Linked DNA regions of Muntiacus reevesi: regions 2 and 3 are each linked to region 1. A link is a contact called in public Hi-C data. All regions are on one chromosome and are shown on one strand. The core of a region is the stretch at or near the end of the contact, and the rest is flanking DNA. Distances in the headings are between cores, read along the strand shown. Region 1 holds the start of MAGI3 (membrane associated guanylate kinase, WW and PDZ domain containing 3). Region 2 holds the start of AP4B1 (adaptor related protein complex 4 subunit beta 1). Region 3 holds the start of RSBN1 (round spermatid basic protein 1).

Region 1 (3,196 bases), core at 382-2,881:
AAATTGGCAAGTATGCCATAAACGTAACGAGTTTTGCAGCAGATTTTAGTAGCATAAAAGATACCACGGCAACGGGGGCCTTTGCAACCGACCACTTCAACAAAATTCCGTAAAATCAAAGATTTACAAAAGATTTTACTCCGGGAGGCACCTAGGTCTTCCTTCGAAACCCAGACTACTCAACAGCTCCCTGAAAAAACACACCATTCTGCCACAAATCGCATATTGTACACAACCGGTACACAGACACCTGAACCACCTGAGCTGACAAGAGTTAGGCTGTCAGCTCCGAGGTGTTGCTAGTGTACAAGGAACACTGAAGCAGCTACGCTCTCTCAGGTACACTAGGTGGTAACCTTGGCACCAAGTGCCTTAGTAATAAAGATCTTTTCCTCTATAAGAAAATGCATTAAGACTGTTCCAAAGAATATGCAACAATCCGGAGGACCTCTTCCACAAAGGAGAACAGAAAAACGCTGGTTTTTCTCTAGTCAAACACTGCGGCGGGAGATGGAGCTACGAACTAAGAAAACCCAGCTTCTGGTGGCAATCCTGTGACAGCTAACAGGGTAGCCCGCCCAAGCCAGAGCTCAGTTTTCCTACCCGCAAAATGGGAATCAGCACCGCCAGCCCTCCCCATTGACAGGGAGTCCGGCACACCCTGGAGGTTCAGGATTACCCTTGATGACAAGCGGTGGGGTGGGGCTGCCGCGCCCCAGACGCCCACCGCGGACTCCCCCCACTCCGCGACAGAAAGAAGGGGCCGGCGTACCTGGCTTCACAGTCTTGAGACGGATGGGCTCGCGGAAGTGGCGGATGACAGCCAGGGTGTCCCGGTTGGTGAGCCCGCTGACAGGCGTCCCGTTCACCTCCAGCAGCACATCTCCGGGGCTGGGCGCCTTGCCCGAGACGACGCAGCAGGTGCCCCCGCCGGGCTCTTCGCGGAGCCGCCCCAGGTAGGGGAACTCACCGCGCTCCGCACCTCCCCGGATCTCGGCGCCCAAGTCGCCCGGGGCCCCGGCCCAGGACACCGCGCACTCCTGCACCTTGCTGAGCCAGTGCTTCTTCTTCTTCAACGTCTTCGACATCACGAACCCCGCTGCACCATGGGGGAGACCCCGCGCGGGCGGCGGGGGCGCCGCTCTGGCCCCCTCTCAGCCTGGGGGCCCCGGGCGGCCCGCGCAGCCCGGCGAGGGGGGCCTCGCAGCTCCGGCGTCCCCCTCGCCGACCACAGCCCGCCGGGGGCCGGGCCGCTCCGAACCCCGAGACGCCCCTCGGACACCTCTCCCGGCGGCGATCTCCGGGTCTGACCGGGCTCCGCGAGGGCCACCCGGGTTAGGCTGAAGAAAGGAGAAGGGGATTGTCCCCGGGCGGCTCCGGAGGGGTTTCGGGCGGGGTCACAGCCGACGGCTGGCCCCCGGGCTCCGCGCGGGAGCGGCGGGAAAGGCAGAAGCAGGGGGGCGGGGAGGTGAAGCGGGAGAGCCGGAACCGGGAAAAATCCGTCGGGGGCGCGCAGAAGCGCGCGTTGACCCGTCGCAGGATCGATCGTGGCCGCTGCGGAGCTGGATCGCGGAGACCAACGCCTGCCCAAGCTGCCAGGAAACTGCCGCTTTCAAACCCGCCGCAACCTCCTCCTCCTCCCTCTTCCCTTCCCCCCGCCCTCGCCCATCCCTCATCCAGAGCCCCGCCCCCTCCCGCCGCGCGGCGCCCGGCGCGCTGCCGTCACGGGCCAGGCGCTTGGGAAAGAGCCCAAGCACTCGACACTCTCGCTGGGGATTGGCCCTCGGAGGAAAGGGGGCGGATCCCCGACGAGAACTCTAACCACCGATTGGCTAATGAAAGTGAAGGAGGCGGGCACTAGGATGACTGAAGTTTAAAGAGGGTGGAAGAAAGTTTGAGGAGTCAGGGAGGGCGAGAAGGAGGGGCAGGGGAGTGGGACAGGCTCCAGAACGCAGGGCTGAGAGAGGCCCTCGGTGCGGCGGCCGGAGCAAAGGGAAAACTCGGATAAAAGAGCTGCCGAACTGCCCGAGGTGGAGGCATGGCTGGCGGGCTAGGTGGAGTAGGGGCGGAGCCTGGGCGCCTATCTTCACGGGGTACTGAGACTAGCTGGGGTACTTTGGAGGGCAGGCGTCATGCTGAGTCCGAGGACAGAGGTGGCAGAGCCTCGGGGTAGCCAGTTACAGCCGACCACTTAAAGTGAGTCAACGTTTCTCGTTCGTTCATTTCTTCAGAGTCAACGTTTCTCGTTCGTTCATTTCTTCAGCAAAAGTTATCCTTTGAGGCAAAGACTCCGGAGTCTGGTTGATGGAAGGTAAAACAGAGTCCTGCATACCGCTGTGTGACCTCAAATTGGACAACCTCTCTGAGCCACAGCATCTTCGACTGATAAGTGGAGATAATTATACCCTCCCAAGTTGTTGTACATGAGTTTGAGCAAGCTCCAGGAGTTGGTGATGGACAGGGAAGCCTGGCGTGCTGCAGTCCGTGGGGTCGCTAAGAGTCGGACACGACTGAGCGACTGAACTGAAGTTGTTGTAAAGATTACATGAGGTACCTATAAAATATCAGTATAGGGCCTGGCACGGAGTAGGTACTTCTTACCATTTAGTTGCTGATGAAAAGGAGGACGATTTTATGTCAGACACTGCTAGAATACTGGGATTCAAGAGTGAGGAAAACGCAAGTCCTGTTCTCTAGGAGATCACAGTCTAGTAGGAGAGACTGCTGGGGGTGGGAGGGGGAGGAGGCGGAGGGGTGGGGCAGGGCGGGGGGTAGGGGTGGGGGGAAGGAAGATGGGCTGTAATGTGGATTAGGAACCACAGCAAACCCGGGCTGGCATCCTGGCATGCTGCTTACTTGCTATCTGACCTTGGCCAAATCTCAGTTTCAAGTTCACTCACCTGTAAAGGATGTGGAGAGAGAACTAATAGTGAATAAAGGACATGTTAGGCCCGTCCAGCACTAATTTTTCACAACCTCTTCTTAAGCTTTCTCTCCTCCCTGATTTGGCTCACACTCTCCCCTGTCTTTGTATTTAAAACAATTCTATCCATTCTCAGCCCAAATGCCATCTCTTCCAGGTCACCTTGTCCTCAGGTGGAAAGTGTTTCCTCTGAGCTAGGATACTTTCACTTTTGCAGTAAGGCATTTATATAGTCTCCTGTCTTCCTTTAATGGTTGGGGAAAGCCCTTATTT
Region 2 (3,196 bases), core at 320-2,819, 470 kb before region 1:
CTTAGACACCTGAAGAAACAGCAGGTCATCCCAGGAAACACAGACGCCCCTCCCTGATACCTCCCTGGATCAGAAGCTGTGATAGGGATCACAGTCCTCTCTTCCTCCTCCCTCTCTCTACCCCATCCTTCCTAAAAGGCTAAATTGAGTCCAGAAAGCAAGTCTACTTAACCATTCTTCAACTTTCCAAACCATAATAATCCCTTGGAGTGCTGTGCTTAGTCACTTAGTCATGGCCAACTCTTTGCCACCCCATGGACTGTAGCCCACTAGGTTCCTCTGTCCATGGAATTATCCAGGCAAGAATACTGGAGTGTGTTGCCACGTCCTTCTCCAGGGGATTTTCCCGACCCCAGGATCCAACCCAGGTCTCCCGAATTGCAGGCGGATTCTTCACCGTCTGAATCACCAGGGAAGCCCTTGGGGGGTGCCTGTTAAAAAAATTCCAGCCAGATTTCCAGGACCTGCATCAGCTATGTCTACTGATTCAAATGCGGGAGGAGGGAGGCACTGAAGAATCTATTTACTCAGAACATTAGATGAATTCTTAGGAGCCAAGATGGGAAAACACTGGCCTAGCTTATGTTTAGAGGTAGGAACAGTTTCCTTGACAGGCCTAGAAGTCCTCCCCAGTTTTATCGCTGAAACATCCCAAGCCGGCCAGTTGGAAACCACTCTTGTTCTGGGTTTAATATGCATTTCTGGGTTCCCCAAAACTGTCGCTTTGGTAAAAATCAGTTCTCCAGGCCACAAATCTATGACTCCAGGACTGACAGATCGGAAGGCCCCACCCAGATGCCAGGACTAATTCTCCTAGGCCGACTCCAACCCCCCATACCTGTAGGTGACGGTGCAAGAGGTAAGCCGTGATTGGGGAGCAGTAGAGGGGCCGGGTCCAGGTGCTAGTCAGACCCACGGTGTGGTCCGAGTGCATGTGGGTCAGGAAGAAGAGTCGGGCGGAGCCAGCCCGGCGCAAGCTCCAAAAGTCCACCGCGATGGGCGTATGAGGGATCAAGACCCCATTCATGGTGGCGGGGTTCGAGTCACCAGTGGGTTCTTTATGGGAACAGAGTTCCTGTGTGAGGCTCCTACCATGCCGCCCTGAAAAAAAACATGCTGGGGCAAGAACAGGGCTAGAGACCGTAAGGAAAAGCCAGCCCACTGAGGGAATGAATGGCTAGACTGGGCAGAAAGAAGGAAGTGACCTTGCTGGTAGGAGTTTGGGTGGAATCTCAAACCGCAGAAGGCGCCCAACTGAGCGCCACTCCCCCGGACGCGCAGGACCAGGGGCCAAAGCCCGGCACTCAAAGCGCGCGCTGCTGGGCGGAGACAGGCCGAAGTAGCCAACTTCCGATTGCCCGCAGCAGCTCCACCAGAGGGAGCCGCGCGGCTGCGCCGGGAGGTGAGAGGTTGGGGGAAGGGCACCCAAAGGTCGGGATCCAGGCTGCGCTCGGCGCTCCCTGGGAGAGGGTGATTGGCAGCCGCTCTACGCGGTCCCTCTGGAGGAGGCGGGACTTCCGCAGAGAGCTTGATTGGGCCTCTAGGTGATGGCAACCGCGTGGAGGCGCGAGAAAGGCTGGAACTGGAGAGGGAGGGGTTCACGGACAGTGGGCTGCGGGGCTGGAAATCAGGCCGAGGACCTAGAGGTTGGGCAGAGTTTTGTGGGCGGAGCGAACCAGCCTGCAGGTCCCGGGATAGAACCGCAAAGCCTCGGGTGGGCCTCTCCCGGAAGCAAGAGGGTTGAAGTTGAGTATGCTAGGTCCTGGTTGCGGGCCTTGGGGAAGACAAGGCTGGGGCAAGATCGCGCCTGTTGTCCCTTCACTGACTGACATTTCCTTTACCCAGGTCCTCACATCAGGGCTAGAAGGAGCCCGAGTTCCCTAGGGATCTGTGGGAACTGCCCCGTGACTGTTGGAGAACATGCCGTACCTTGGCTCCGAGGACGTGGTGAAGGAGCTGAAGAAGGCTCTGTGTAATCCTCACATTCAGGCTGATAGGCTGCGCTATCGGAGTGTCATCCAGCGAGTGATTAGGTATCACCTAACGCCCTAATTTCCCCATTGCCGTCCCCACCAGGCCTCTCTCCCCATGGCTGCGCAGAAAGAATTAATAAACTTTCATGCATGGCAGTTGTATGGTTTGGTCTTTCTGCTTCTCTGGAATGACATCTAAGTCTCCCCTGTGGGGCATATTTTGCTTCTTTTACTCAGTTGGGTGGTTTCATCCATATCTTGACCTTGTACTGCTGATCTATATCTAGTACAGACGTCCTTTTTTATCCTCAGACTCACACATCCTGTTGCTTGCTTGGTATTTCTGCCTGGATATGTCTTCAAAGACATGCAAAATAGCACCTGCTTTCTTCCCTCCACCTTCCCAGACCTGCTCTTCTGCTTGTATTGTGTTGATAAATGTCACCACCCAGCTGACCAAGTGTGGGAGTCAGTCTTGATGACACCTGATCTTCACTGCTCAAGTCAGGTGGTATGGACTTATGGTTCTAAATATCCATCCTCTTTTTAAAAACTTGGCACTGCTGTTCTGGTTTCTTTATAAAAAAGAATTACCATAGTTTAAGAGTAGGTCAGGGCTTCCCTGCTGACTCAGTGGTAAAGAATCCGCTGCCAATGCAAGAGACTCCAATTCCATACCTGGGTCAGGAAGATCCCCTAGAGAAGGAAATGGCAACCGACTCCAGGATTCTTGCTTGGAAAATCCTATGGACAGAGGAGCCTGGCAGGCTACAGTCCATGAGGTTGCAAAAAGAGTCGGATATGACTTAGCAACTAAAGAGCAACAAAGTATCAGGTCTTGAGTGACTAAAACAACAGCAGAGTATTAGGTCATCTTGCTCTCATTTCAGTTAGAGTGATTTTCCAATATATGAATTTGACAATATACCTCTTGCCTGTAGCAAACTTTGTATCACAAACTTTAGCATGTACAGAAGTTTCTAAGAATGCTTTTTAAAATTTTAATGCTTTTTTAATGCTTCTTTAATGCTTTTTAAGAAAATGTAAAAATTTCATTCAATCCAGGAATTCTGATTTCAGTAGGTGGGATGGAACCCAGGAATCTGCATTTTGAACAGACATCCCCTCAAATTCCTATAGGAGATCACAGTTTCTCAGACTGTGATTTTACAGAATAAAGTCTAAATTTCTTACCATAACATCCAAGGAAAACCCTGTTAACT
Region 3 (3,196 bases), core at 235-2,734, 370 kb before region 1:
GGTTCAAGTGGGAAGTGACCATGCTTACCTATGGCTGATTCATGTAGGGAAGAAACAAAGACAATATTGTAAAGCAATTATCCTTCAATCAAAAATAAATAAAGACAAAACAAAACAACACAGTAGCTGTATAAACATGCTTTGTTTATACAGTAGCATTTTTTCATTTTAAAGGTCCTGTAAAACATATACAACTTATATCCAACTAACCAGAGGTACTACTAGTTAAAATTTTTTCTATATTAATATGGATTTGCCTTAAGAAAGTTGATCTTTCAAATCTCAGTAGGTATATAACAAACAAGTTAGTGGGTGATTATTACAAAGGATTCCCCTTGACTAATAATGATTTCACTTAAAAATTTATAACTTTATGAAAATGAAATAGACATTTGTTCTTCAATATTGTTCACTAGGAATCCCAATGAAGACACACATCAGATGAAATATTACCTTTTTATTGTATAGTGTACTGTATACAAGAGGTGCTCAATAAACTTTCTGGTTTTTAAACTAACTTCATAGTGTTCACTGATCTGAATACTTCTTGATACTAGTGGTATCAAACCACAGTGATTTTATCTTGAGTAGTTTATTGTAATCAATTACTTCCAAATATCTTTATCGAGGCGGTAAAATTGTAACGTGACGATCAAACTGTAAATACATTTCCGGGCAGAAAACTTGGTGAGTAGTATGATTTCTGGAGTAGGCTATGGTAGACACACTTCTCAAATTTATGCAGCCGTATATTTACAATTTGAAAAAATCTTAAGAAATTTCAAAACATACTTTTCCATCTGGAATTTTTCCGCAACTGCAGGAATGGATTTAAAATAATGGATAGACTCTACCTTTCCAGGCACTAGAGGGGCTGCGACTCGTCGGAGAGGTGGGCGGCGCGCAGCAGGCTCTCAGGCAATTCTTGCACCTGCCTTGTCGCGCCTGTGCTTGTAACCATAGCAATTACTGCCCAGGAAGAGGTTCAGAAATGTCTGATTTGCAGCTCCATTCTACCTTAAAGCAAAACTGCCCTCATTTGCTATGTTACTACGTTCCCTTTTCCTCTGCATCTCATCGCTTGTCCAGGGTTGTAAAAGGCCGGAGATTCTTTTACCTCACAAAGGTTATGAGAGGAATAGCGAACAGAAAAGAAACTATGGAGACCACCTACTCCGTGTAAAATGACGAAGGGGCACACGGAGACGATAATGGGAACGCGCCGACAGACTTCGAAATCTATTAACATTGTTTCGGCCGTTAAGGCGGTTGGCGGCAACTCTCCGCCCAGCGGCGGTTGCGTCGCAGCCCGAAGCGTGACTCGGCGCACGCTCTCTTTCTGCTCCTCGGCTCGACGAGCCAGCGACGCGGCGGGGGCGCGGGGAACTACCGCTCCCGTGAGGCTCTGCGCGGCCTTGGGTGCTTTACAATAGAGCTCGGTCGGAGGGGCCTGCGGAGAAGCGCCGGGAAGTGCCACTTCCGGCATGTTCAGCTCTGGACGAAGAATGGCCGAGAAGTGGAGGGTGGGGGAGAGACTCCAATGCCCAGCGGGCCGTGCGCGGGCGGCGCTTGCGCGATACGCGGACGGGGGGGCGGTCGGGCCATTTAAATGTGTGTTTGTGGGTGAAATGGCTGCGCAGGTCGGAGCGGTGCGCGTAGTACGGGCGGTGGCGGCGCAGGAGGAGGCGGACAAAGACGCGAAGGAGAAACCCCACGCTGGGGTCTCGCCGCGGGGAGTGAAGCGGCAGCGCCGAGCGAGCAGCGGGGGGTCTCAGGAGAAGCGGGGGCGGCCGAGCCAGGACCCCCCTCTCGCTCCCCCTCACCGGCGGCGTCGCAGCCGCCAACATCCCGGGCCGCTGCCGCCAACGAATGCAGCCCCAACCGTCCCAGGCCCTGTTGAGCCTCTGCTCCTGCCGCCTCCGCCGCCACCTTCGCTGGCACCCGCCGGGCCCGCTGTCGCTGCCCCGCTCCCGGCCCCGGGCACCTCGGCCCTCTTCACCTTCTCGCCCCTGACGGTGAGCGCAGCCGGGCCCAAGCATAAGGGCCACAAGGAGCGGCACAAGCACCATCACCACCGCGGCTCTGATGGTGACCCCGGCCCCTGCGCTCCGGGAGAGCTCAAGCGCAAGGACAAGCAGGAAAACGGCGAGAGGACAGGAGGGGTGCCTCTGCTCAAGGCCCCCAAGAGAGGTGAGAACAGCCGAACTGCCCCGAGCTCGGGCTCTATCTGGGTCTCTCTCTGTTGCGATATCCCGCCCCTTTAATCCTGAGAGACGCCTGCCCTCCGCTTACCTCCTGCTGCTCTCCTCCCCTAAGCCCACTGGGGTGGACCCTGGATTTCGAACCGTCTGACCTACTTGAAGCTTCTTGCTTCGAGGCCGAGCTGTCAGTTACTAACCCCCTTACCATTCCCCCCTCCCGGAGCCTTTACCGACGTTTGTTTTCAAAATCGCCAGGGTTTCCGCGCCGCGCGATCCTTGGCATGGGATAGATAGTAAGTGGGGTATTAAAAACTGTCTAAAGTAAAGGCTTGTCGCTAAAATGCCCCCCCTTCCCTGTTTTTCTTGATGGAAAGCTCCACAATATTAACGAGTATGGTTTGGGGCTATTAAGGAGTTTGAATTTTTACCGAGATTAATTAGCTCGACTTAGCTTCTAGGTTGCCTTAGCTTCTGAAAGATGAGATATCAAATAAAATAGTTTATCTCTTTTTTTTTTTTATGTGTAGGTAAAAATCATATTTAATTTTCAGGAAAGGGTTTTCTCTCCTCTTTGATCCTGGAAAATAGGACCAGCCGAGCCTCTGAAAAGTGGAAATGTTCAGTAGGCGATAGTAGAGACAAGAATTCCAGTTGCATTTTAATTTACCTGGCACAACAAATTGAGAATTTATTTATTTCCAGTAAACTTACTAAAGTCAAGAATATAATCCAGAAAATGTAGGACCCTACTGAGTGAGTGTGGGTTTTAGACAAATTAGATTCATAAAAATTGCTGTTTTCCTATTCGAAAGTACCTGTAGCATTTATTTTCATTCTCTTCGGGGGGGGGGGTGCGGATAAGAATTTTGATTATGCCATGTATTTGTACTTTGTAGATGATTTTATGTAATTTCTTAGCGTTATCTTCTGAAGAAGAGTTTAAAATACTGTGTTCTTAGTACTGGGGCAGTTGAGTTATGTGTTAATGGACTATT

What was found. Hi-C and Micro-C count contacts between places; a contact is called where the count stands out from the background.
Region 2: a Hi-C map of blood shows a contact between it and region 1, with 2.9 times the contacts expected there. The contact joins the promoter of AP4B1 here to the promoter of MAGI3 in region 1. A contact is called at or near these places in 2 of 3 Hi-C or Micro-C datasets (blood and muscle).
Region 3: a contact with region 1 is called in a Hi-C map of blood, with 5 times the contacts expected there. The contact joins the promoter of RSBN1 here to the promoter of MAGI3 in region 1. A contact is called at or near these places in 2 of 3 Hi-C or Micro-C datasets (blood and muscle).

The regions. Positions count from the first base shown.
Region 1 is chr1:92,103,502-92,106,697 of mMunRee1.1, forward strand. MAGI3 (membrane associated guanylate kinase, WW and PDZ domain containing 3) reads right to left here and starts at 1,632. Exons shown (of 21, transcript XM_065906784.1): 1 at 773-1,632. The coding sequence starts at 1,088. It overlaps LOC136162791 (a long non-coding RNA gene), which reads left to right and starts at 1,912. Exons shown (of 3, transcript XR_010662169.1): 1 at 1,912-2,030; 2 at 2,232-2,550.
Region 2 is chr1:91,635,970-91,639,165 of mMunRee1.1, forward strand. AP4B1 (adaptor related protein complex 4 subunit beta 1) reads left to right here and starts at 1,570. Exons shown (of 11, transcript XM_065906721.1): 1 at 1,570-1,759; 2 at 1,846-2,033. The coding sequence starts at 1,921. It overlaps DCLRE1B (DNA cross-link repair 1B), which reads right to left and starts at 1,267. Exons shown (of 4, transcript XM_065906680.1): 1 at 839-1,267; 2 at 1-9. The coding sequence starts at 1,027.
Region 3 is chr1:91,729,394-91,732,589 of mMunRee1.1, forward strand. RSBN1 (round spermatid basic protein 1) reads left to right here and starts at 1,485. Exons shown (of 7, transcript XM_065906741.1): 1 at 1,485-2,190. The coding sequence starts at 1,485. PTPN22 (protein tyrosine phosphatase non-receptor type 22) reads left to right here. Exons shown (of 21, transcript XM_065906692.1): 21 at 1-429.